3 separate regions of the Mus musculus genome follow, and all the other regions are linked to region 3. The links are chromatin contacts, called in public promoter capture Hi-C maps. All regions are on one chromosome and are shown on one strand. The core of a region is the stretch at or near the end of the contact, and the rest is flanking DNA. Distances in the headings are between cores, read along the strand shown.

The links. Promoter capture Hi-C pulls out the DNA fragments that hold promoters and counts their contacts.
Region 1: a promoter capture Hi-C map of pre-B cells shows a contact between it and region 3, with 6 times the contacts expected there. The contact joins the promoter of Mterf4 here to the promoter of Asb1 in region 3. A contact is called at or near these places in 3 of 39 promoter capture datasets (embryonic stem cells, liver and pre-B cells) and 1 of 115 datasets of contacts at active chromatin or transcription factors (pancreatic cancer cells).
Region 2: a contact with region 3 is called in a promoter capture Hi-C map of pre-B cells, with 5 times the contacts expected there. The contact joins the promoter of Septin2 here to the promoter of Asb1 in region 3.

What each region holds. Positions count from the first base shown.
Region 1 is chr1:93,304,609-93,307,902 of GRCm38.p6, reverse strand. Mterf4 (mitochondrial transcription termination factor 4) reads left to right here and starts at 2,024. Exons shown (of 4, transcript NM_178051.4): 1 at 2,024-2,078; 2 at 2,797-3,294. The coding sequence starts at 2,058. It overlaps Gm28535 (predicted gene 28535), which reads right to left and starts at 1,939. Exons shown (of 3, transcript NR_151531.1): 1 at 1,796-1,939; 2 at 1,279-1,360. It also overlaps the pseudogene Gm7867.
Region 2 is chr1:93,477,741-93,481,236 of GRCm38.p6, reverse strand. It overlaps Septin2 (septin 2), which reads right to left and starts at 2,244. Exons shown (of 13, transcript NM_010891.2): 1 at 2,169-2,244. It also overlaps a transcript of Hdlbp not described here.
Region 3 is chr1:91,538,613-91,542,389 of GRCm38.p6, reverse strand. It overlaps Asb1 (ankyrin repeat and SOCS box-containing 1), which reads right to left and starts at 1,825. Exons shown (of 5, transcript NM_001039126.2): 1 at 1,526-1,825. The coding sequence starts at 1,577.

The sequences.
Region 1 (3,294 bases), core at 775-3,274, 1.8 Mb before region 3:
CAGCTCCTGCTTCCTGACCTGCTTGAGTTCCAGTCCTGACTTCCTTTGGTGATGAACAGCAATGTGGAAGTGTAAGCTGACTAAACCCTTTCCTCCCCAACTTGTCTCTTGGTCATGATGTTTGTGCAGGAATAGAAACCCTGACTAAGACACCTTCATGTCTAAGATGCAAATTCAGTGCATAGAGGTTGGTTTGGAAGCTTCTGGTGCTCCATCCATAAGTGAAGCCAGACCTCTGGGCTGGGAGGGCTATTGTCATTTTCCCTGTAATTTCATTACTTGGGCCATATTCTGTTTTTTAAAAATAGCAGACACCTTCGTGTGTGTGTGTGTGTGTGTGTCTGTCTGTCTGTCTGTCTGTCTGTCTCAAAGGACAGCTCGGTGGAGTGGGTTTGTGTCTTCACTTTTGCATGGGTCCCTAGAATCAAACTCAGGTCACCAAGCTGGTGTGGTCAGTGTCTGAATTCCTGAGCCATCTTGCTGACTAAACACAAGTCTGTAAACAACAGAACTTACCAAATACTTTTATCTGGGTCTAGATCTGTACATAACCATTTCAGGGAGAGTTTGGGCTGTCCTGAGAACTTATTGCTGTATTACAGTGTCCATCACAAACTACTTACCTCCTCTCTTCCTGTAAGCAGCCAGAGGTCATCTGCCAAGATGTTTCGCTACTCTCTTGACCCAGAAAAACCCCCCAAAATCATGCAAATCAAGAGGTTCAAACCTTCGTGTTCACTTTAAGAACACCCGGGAATCTGCCCAGGCCATCAAGGGTATGCATATCTGCAAAGCCACCAAGTATCTGAAGGACATCACTTTAAAGAAGCAATGTGTGCCATTCCGGTGTTATAATGGTGGAGTCAGTAGGTGCGCCCAGGCCAAACAATGCGGCTGGTCGGTGGTCAAAAAAGAGTGCTGAATTTTTGCTGCACATGCTTAAAAATGCAGAGAGTAACGCTGAACTTAAGGGCTTAGATTTAGATTCTCTTGTCATTGAACACATCCAGGTGAACAAGGCACCTAAGATGCGCCGACGAACCTACAGAGCTCATGGCCGGATTAACCCATACATGAGCTCCCCCTGCCACATTGAGATGATCCTCACTGAGAGGGAACAGATCATTCTAAAGCCAGAAGAGGAGGTTGCACAGAAGAAAAGGATATCCCAGAAGAAACAAGAAACAAAAACTCATGGCACGTGAATAAATTCAGCATAAAATAAATGCAGATAAAGTTAAAAAACAAACAAACAAACAAACAAACAAACCTACTTACCTCAAAGATGAGCCCAGGAACACAAATTTGGTTTTTCCAAAAGATTCTCCACCATGGATGAAGTTAGGTGAGATATTACTAGCTAGAGAATAAAGCCATAAATCAAGGCATTTACCAGACACATTGGTGGGGACCACAGATAGGAAGGATAAGGCAAAACTAGGAAAACACTTAACTCAGTTTTAGATATTATTTAGTGATGCTATTGGCTTTTGGATTGGTGAAAACCATTGTTGGTCTAGGAATATATTTTAAAGGTATTCATTGTCACAAAGCTGTTAAGTTAGACAGGTGGACGATGAATGGATTTCAAAAAGGCTAAGAATAATCCATGATAATTTGGTTTTGGTCTGCAGGATCCTAATTCCACAATCACAGCGTTATCTTATTTGGCCTTGTACTATCTTTAACACAGGTGATTGTTTTTTGTCATATTCTCCCCTCCTCCCCCGGCCCCAGTAAAAGTAGTTTCACAACAGAAAACGACGGTGTGCGCTTCGGGGTAGTTTGGTTTCACCTGTACTCTGAAGAGCAGTTTTAAAACCCAGGTAGTGTTGCTTGTTCCTGGCAGAGACCATGCAACCGAGTATGCCCAACTAAAGGGAGCTGCACCTGCAAGCTGCAGGTGCTGGGCACGAGCATCTGGGATCAAGGGCTTGGCTGCGGAACGAAAGAACGCCACACCCCGGGAGTTCGGCGGACACAGATCGGAGGCCGGACGTTGTGAGCCAGGAAGGACCGCCTCTTCCGGTCTCACAGTTGTTCTTCGCTTGGTCTCCATGGCTTCGCTGGGAAGGCAGGTGAGGTTGCCCTAGGTCCCGGGCTCACAGCGGCTGTTGGCGGGACGTTCAGGAGGCGCTGACGCTGGTTCTTGGTGTTCCGGTCTGGGCACCTTGTGGCAGTAGCGCTCCCGGGTGGCGTGTGCACAGACAGTGTGGCCCTCAGAATAGCTTCTGGCTTCTCCGGAGTTTCGGCTGTGTGCTGCCTAATGGCTAGGGAGGCCTGGACCACCACCAGCGGCAAGAGCGGGGTGTTTGAGACCATTCTGGCGGGCACCGGATGCTCTGTGCTTAATTTGTTATGTGCTAGTCCCAACACCTGGGGCTACTGTGTACAAATCGACAGATTCCTTCCCCCAAATATTCTTCTTTTAATGGAAGGGATCCTTGAAAAACAAAACAAAACTATCCTTTGTTGGAATGAAATTAGGTAGTGTACCTGTCTGGTGGCTAGTCTGAGGTTCAGAATTTTCAACCAAATACTATTGCTCGTGCCCTGTATCTTCAGTATGTAGATATTGCTTATGCTTCAATATCTTCAGTAAGTGCGGTCGTTTGCATGCTACTTTTATTCTTTGGAGACTTTTTAGACCCAGAGAAGATTTTACAGATTGTTTACAAAAACTGTTAGCTTTTGTGGGCCAAGGGTCAAGCTGAGGTTCAAGGTTACTGGCTCAGTAATCTTGTGGTGGTCATTATTCTGAGGTGGGACTGATTCTGTTTTTGCTCTGCCTTACAGGTTCCTGAGTGGCATCGTCTACTGGCCCTCTCCTGGGCCTGTTTGGTTAGGCAGACCCCTCATCTCAGAGAACAGAAACAGATGAGCCCTTCTTTGTCTTGCAAACTGACTACAGTGCCCGGTAGAGGAAGCTTTCAAGAGTTTTCCAGCATTACACCCCAAAAGTACATGCAGGAACCAGAAAACAGGACACGACTTGTTCAGTGTCTTCATGAGGAACAGAAGCCTTGTGTGGATCCTGAGTCCTTGGAGCCTGAAAAGGTCATCCGTTCCCTCCAGGACATGGGTTTTGCTGAAGCCCACATTCACAGCTTGTTTAGTATACAGCCAAGTGTCCATCCTCAACAGTTGCTGGGTATAGTTTCAGAACTCCTACTCTTGGGGTTGAACCCAGAGCCTGTATTTAATGCCTTGAAGAAAAATCCCCAGTTGCTGAAACTGTCTAGCATGCAGATGAAGAGGCGTTCCAGTTACCTTCGGAAGCTTGGCCTTGGAGAA
Region 2 (3,496 bases), core at 995-3,494, 1.9 Mb before region 3:
GGGTGGGGCGGGACATGTAATAAGGAACCAGAAATCTTGCATTCAGGGCAAGCACTTGACCAAGTGAACTAACTACACATCCCTAGTAATGTCAAATGTTAACTGAAAGATGAATACTGAATTTCTAAAGCACTTGGTTTTTAGTGAGAAAACCTTGTCCATTAACATACTGCTAGGTACAGATCGAAGATCAGTTAGATCCCCCATATCAAAGATATATAGTCAAACTAGAATTTTATTCTTTCACATTGCATATTTCAGATGTCAGAAGTTATTAAGTTCCTTACACTTGACCCACGGCTTCTTTATATCAGAGAGTAACACTATCACCCAATTATGAGTCAAAAGATGACTAGGTGAACAAGACCCATTTTTGCAAGTGGCATTTATAATAATGGAATACTCAAAGGACCCATCATTCATGTACACAAATTTTTACATTTGTATACATTACCCCTAATCCCCAAAGACTCCTCAGTGTAGGATCCTGAAGAGCTTTTATCCAAAGAGCCTAGACTCTCTTGCCATTTAGATTTCTTAGATTTGAAGACTGTACAAGCACATTATGCAAGACAACACTCTTAATGGAGCTTGGAGCAGCAAGCCACAAACAAAGGGAGCTTAATTACATTCACGATTGATAATAGAGGGAGGCCCCACCTCCTTTCCCTAGGCTACCCAGCAAACCCAGAAGGAGAAGCTCTTGTTCTTTACTGACCTCTGGTGCTCTGTAAAGGGGGGGGGGGGGGGGACACTAGGTGGAAAAATGATAAAAAAGGATCAGGACAACTTTTAAAACTAAAAAAATCATCCCCAAAATTAGATATAGCAGCACACACTGACAGTTTGAATGCTGGGTATTGCAAAGAATTCCTGAATGGCAACTACCAGAAAAGCCATTGAAAATAAGGAGTCTCAAATTAGAAGCATCATGAAGAAACAGCCTTTATGACCTCTTCAAAACTCCTGTTTTTCCTTATGTTAACAAGACGGATTTTAAAAATGTATCTAAGATACTAAAACAATTTTCACTACTAAGGAAAAAAAAAAAAAAACAAAAAACCTAAGTTTTTTTTCTAGACAGGGTTTCTCTGTATAGCCCTGGCTGTCCTGGAACTCACTTTGTAGACCAGTCTGGCCTCGAACTCAGAAATCCATCTGCCTCTGCCTCCCAAGTGCTGGGATTAAAGGCGTGCGCCACCACGCCCGGTTGAAAACCTAAAACTTAAATCCCTTGATAGACAGTAGGGACCCCAATATTTGACGCCAGAGAAACACTTAAACCGTCTAAAGGATATCGAATCCAGTGAGAGTCCTAACTAATAACAAGCAGCGAACAGGAACTACACAACAGATAAACATTAGACAGAGAATGTTCGAGATTAACTGCGCTCCAGACACGAGGAGTAAACTGGGTTAAAACCAGCCATAGAGACCACAACGGTCTGAACTAGAAGTTCTATGTGTTGAAAGTCTGGAAACGTAGTACAGGACAAGGCAAGGCGCCACTAACAAATGAGGCCGGAAGATACAAAAGGGCCAGGCGTGGTCTGGGCCTGCGGTCCGCTTCAGAGTTAGACTTCATGGCTTCTCAGTCAAAGGCCTCCACTCCATGCTCCCTTTCCCGTGTCACTTACAGGGCTGCAGCCCTTTGTCTAGCGTCGCACTACCTCGGGGAAGGCCACAGCAGACAAACCACTCCATAACGCTCCTGTCACTGCCTTAAATTGGGGAACTTCATTAACATCCCAGGGTGACTAGTCCTTTTCATCCCTAGGACGAAATGGCACCGTTACGTGGGAAGATGGCCCCGCAAGTGCTTCGTAGATGTGAACCTAACGCCCGACTCTCCACCACATAGTATTTGGACTGTGCGCCATAACTTCACTGGGCCCAGCCACGCCCGCCCCAATGCCCTGGACCTGGCCAGCAGGATCACCCAGATGGGGGCCGCCCGTCCAGTTGTCCTCGAAGGGACGACGCCAGCCAGGCATCCATCGCTGGAGCCCCGGACTAAGGGTGCGGCCGCCCCTCCCCCACGCGCTCACTTCCGTACCCGTTATCACCGCCTAGGCGGCCCGGGCGAGGGCAGAACTCTAGCCCTTTCTCAGGACAGCCAGCTCAACTCGAGCCCGCGCGACAGTGGGTACACATTGCCACACACTTACCCGCTCACACGCCGGAGAACGCTCGTCAGGCGAGAGCACGGACCTGCCCCGCCCAGTAGAGCGCGCGCGAACAGATGGCGTCATCGCGCCGTCCCGCCCCTTGCCAACTCCTTCCTGGGCCCCGAGTAGTCCCCTCCTCCGCGGTTGCATGCAGAGCGCAAGCGTGGACGCGATCCTGCCGTCCGCCTCTGCGCAGGCGCTGTGCCCCTCCCACGGCGGTTGGCCATATAGAGGCTGGGGGCGGGGGGAGGTCAAGCGTAGCCTCTTCTCCTTTACCAAGATGGCGTCTTGTTCCTGTTTCGCCACAGTTCCTACCTTATGAGCTTGGATTCCTCACGCTAATAAAAGAGGAGCAGGTAACGAGATTCTCCGCTTTATGGGAAACTAGAGTTGTGGGAAGGATATTTACTAAGGAGGAATAAGGTGTCCATTGAGAGCGAGAGACGACCGGGGGCGGGCAGGTGGCAGCGTGAGTGCGGAGCAGTGAAGGGGAGGGAGCCCTTTGCCTCTATCCTTTCCTCCTGGAAGATGGCGGCAGCACCGAGCTAGGAACACCGAGCCGGGATAGGCGGGCGCTTGTGACTTGCCGGCGGGCATCTCTAGCCGCCTCTGCGGCCGTCTCTATGGCGGGCTGTCGTCCCGGGATTGGCTACGTGCTGGTCACGTGGGTCTCCCCCCCCCCATGCACACCATAGAGTGGTGCCTGTCCCTGGGGACGTGGCCTTCCTGTGTGGTCGTGAGCCCATGCCCCGCGGGGGAGGGCGGAGCCGGCACGGCCCCCTACCCTCTTTCAGACTGGGGCGGGCGGAGAGATCTGCGGCATGCCCTGCTCTCTGCGACCGGCTTGAAGCTGGCTGGGAAGGTGCAGTACTGGGCTGCGGCCTGGCTCGGGTTGTCCTTCCCTTCAATCGCAGGAGGTCCCCTGGCTGGTCAGCGATCGTAAACTCCTACCTTAGGCCTTTCACCAAGGCCTTTCTATAGGAAAACACCCTAGAGTACCTCCCCAGAGAAGAAACAGCAATCGCGCAACCCTAGTGGGTGATATGCACAGTGTCGGTATTCCGAACTGTTCTGACACATGCCTTGTTGTGAGGGAGTGGTTTTTTTGTGCGTTATTACTTTGAGTAAAGTATCCCAGTGCTCGAGGCTACACTGCATATCCTGTCTGAATTAGAAGATTGGAGGGTCGACTGGGCATGTGTTTGCATACGATATAACTGAACCAAAGGAGACTGTCTTGGGTTTTATTATCTTTACAGACAAGGATAAAGCATGGGGAAAATTGGAGGGTTATAATCTTCACTTACAACTTGGCTCGCCCTTCAGCT
Region 3 (3,777 bases), core at 576-3,075:
TGGTGACGACTAAGTATCCTTGCCCTCTGCGGCCTGAAAGTCCATTGACTGGGCTGAGACCAAGGCAGCACAAGGTTCACAAAAACCTATTCGGTTCACTCTGGTGCACAGCAGACCAACAGGCAGGCATCTATCTAGCCTGGAAATGGATCTGTAAGGCGCTTCCAGGTCCTCCTTTCATCACTGTAACTACAGCACAGTATAAAAATTTAAAGCCAGAGTTGGGGAGGATTCAGATGTACCGGGTAACTGTTAGGAAAATGGCTGGCACCAGAGGACTTCGGAAAGTCTCTGGACCCCCTTAGCTCACCTCTCCTCTACACTCCCAGCCCAGGCCAACAGACCTTCAGAATCTCCTCCAGTTCTAGAGCCGAAAGCCATTTCAATTTCGGACTTCTCTGATCATCTAATCCAACTACCCACTGAAGACCTGTGCCTCTACCCAAGCTGGAAACACACAAACAGAACAGACACTAAAACAACACTGGGGTCGGGGTGGGGTGCAAAACCACTTTTTCTTCCACAGGACTATTCTGTACCTTAAGAAATAGCTACCCTTTGACCAACCACCTCTCTCCCATTTCTCATTCCTGCATGACAGGTCAATCCACTCAAAGATCTTGTCTGTCCCTGAGATCAAATTCAATGACAACCAAAGCTCTTGGTGGTAGAGGCCTTGCCTTGCTTTTTCATGTCACCCCGATAGCCCCAGGTGAGTCAGGCCAATAGGACATCATCCACAAAGTTTGTTGAATTGATGGAGGGAGGAATGACAAGAGACTGTACCAACATTGTGGCTTTCTCAGATTTTCTGCATACAGAAGAGAGCTCAGTGAACTCTAAAATCAGAGATGGGTGCAGAAGCACACCTACCAAACACCTACCAGCAGGTTCAGAAAGACCCCAAGGTGGACGCCGTACCAGGAAACTCTCCTGGGAATTGTTAGTTCCATTGTAGCAGCACTGCAAAGTGGAGCAGCTTTAAGGCAGGTGGCAAGTGTCACCCTTTTTCTGCAGGTGGGTCAAGCGCCCCTGTAAGAGTTGTGGCACTAGCAAGCTCTCTGGGGACAGCACTGTCGTTAAGGTGGGTGGAGGTGGGGCGGAGGACGTTTGTCCAGTAGCTACTGCGCTGACTGGCTGGCGGGATGGGGAAAGGGAACCTGTCCGCACGAAGGCTGACCTCTGAGGGCCCTTACTGACCAGTGAGCTCATACCTGGAAGAAGATCCGAACCCCATGGTCCAGCCAGGGTCATCGCTGACGGGGATGGGCTAACAGGGTGGCAGTTACAAGGCTAGCTCCACCAGAAAGAAACCTCCGTGGGAGGGATGTCCACGAGAGGCCAGGCAGGAGCGGGGGCGCGCGCCTAGGGCCGCGCGGAGCCTAACGTCCACACTTACTGACCCCGGGCGCGATTCCTCGGATCTGGCCTGCGAGGACCGAGGACCCGAGTCCCGGACGCCCAAGGGACACTCTGACCCCAAGACGCAACCCCGCTCCCTACTACCCCTAGCCGCGCACGTTACCTGCGGGTCCCGGGCCGGCCCGTCCATCGGGGCCGGTCCCGCCCTCCGCCATGCCTACTTGGTCCTCAGCCTCCGCCCTGACCCCGCCGCCTGTCCACCTCCGCAGCAATCCTGTCAGAGAGCAACGCTGTCAGAGAAGCACCGCCGGCGTTTCCGGCAGGTGGGCGTGTCCAGGGCTCGGCTTCCGGGGAGTATGAGCCTCCTTTTCGTACTTCCTGCTCCGGACGGAGGGTGCTGGGGTCTCCACTTCCGGCCTGGCTAACGGACTTGATTGCTGATTAGCGGGGTTGACCAAACTGCGTCTCCCGAGGCAACAGCAGCAGCTTCTGGGGAAACGCCTTTCCTCTGGGGGCGGAGGCTTATTTGCATGCCTCAGGAACTCCTGGTTGGTCGATTCTGTTCCCGCCCACTGGAGGGCGGGACGTGGGCGGGACCGTTACGGCCCAGTGGACTGTGGTCCGCTATCGCAGCGGCTGAAGGGTGTTGAGTGACGTGGGGCTGCGCTGCTGTCCTTTCTACGAGACTCCAAACGGTGCCTTCCGAGTCGGTGACTTGCAAAGTTGTGTTAGACGAAGGCAGCCCAGAATGTCTCCATGGAGCCAATAGTGTCTGTAACTTGGTCAAGGCGTGTTGACAGAGTGGCTTTCCCTCAAGCACTCCCGATTTTACATCGGTCACACTGTGTGCGTTGCGTTACGAACAGTTCTTAAGCATGGACGCTGTCGGGTCCTTTCATTCTCCTCTACACAACTTAGGGAAGGTACCTTGCAGGGGGAGGACCCCAGTGGACCGGGGGGAGACCGCGCCTTAAGGAGACAGAAGCGCCCCGCTGTCCTGTGAGATGGAGGCAAGGCCACAGTCTCCAACACCGCGGCTGTGACTTGTCTGCATCTTTGTGTGGTCATGGCACACCAGCTGGGAGCTAGCGACTATAGGTGCCCAACAAATCCTCGTGCCCAGACTGGCTCAGTTGCACAGGTCTGTGGAGCTGTGTGAGGCATCCTGGAACAGAGCCACGGGCTCTGAGGGTTTTGAGGGGAGCGGGGAGATTCCTGCAGTGGTGTTTGGTCTTGATAACACCGTTGGCACGAGGGACAGGTGACACCAATGACGCTGCAAGGCAAAGAGCCAGAGGTGGCTCAGCCTTATGGCTCTGCTCCACGGCTGCACATCCCTGGCTGGGATACCTCAAGGGTAAAACCACCCAAATGCGCATCAAAATGTGGTGTCGTGGCCATCCATATATCCTTTAAAAAGCCTCTGCCCCAGGTTACAACATGGCCAACCCTGGAGGATCTCTGCTCAGTGAAATAAGCCAGCAATAACGAACAAATAATGCACTCTTCCACACATAGGTCACTAAAGGAATCAGCTTCGGAAACAGAGTGGAATAGTAGGTGTCAGTTTGCTTCCAGAAAAGGGAGTGTCACGGGTGAGGGGACAGAGATAAAACTCCAGGCTGTCACCCTAGCCTGAGAACTTCGTTGAGACCAAAACTCAAGCAAAACTGGACTTACTGCTTTGGCTCGGGAAAAAAAAAATTTGTTAAGACTAATGGAAGCAATGTTGAGGTTTTATTTAAAATACTTTAACATTAGACTTTAACCTAAAGACTTAGAAGAGAGGTACTATGGAAGACACACCCAAGTATAGCTCCTCAAGGGAGTCACAATCCTTAGCACTAGCTACTATATACACCATTTTGATGGCTCTCAACTTAGATCTCAAGAGTACTCAGAAACTAACACTCTCTCTCTCTCTCTCTCTCTCTCTCTCTCTCTCTCTCTCTCTCTCTCTCTCTCGTGTTTGTGTGTGTGTCTATGAGATTATGGGGTGGCTTCAGACATACCTTGGATGGAATTATAATCTGATAAAGCCAGGAGCCACTGATTGCATGAGTTTTGTGCATGTCCATTTCCTGTAAAAGTTTCTAGTGAGAGTCCTGGAAAATTGCAGGTGCATAAGTGCGGAGGGAGGAAAGCTTTAAGCAGTTAATTGTGCTGGAATTCCTGCTTCTCTGTTGGCAAGAGGCTTCAACCAAATTCCTCAGTAAAGGTAAAGGGCTCCTCTTCCTCCTCATACCTCCATGATTTGCCTTTCTATTCTATCTCAGGAGGAATAGGAAGTGAATACTTTTTAAAAGGGGTTTGGGGGTGGGGTAGGGCAAATGGAGACAAGATCTTACTAGCCCTTGGCTGGCCCAGAGCTGATATGTAAATGAGTCTTGCCTTAACTCATTGAGATCCACCTGC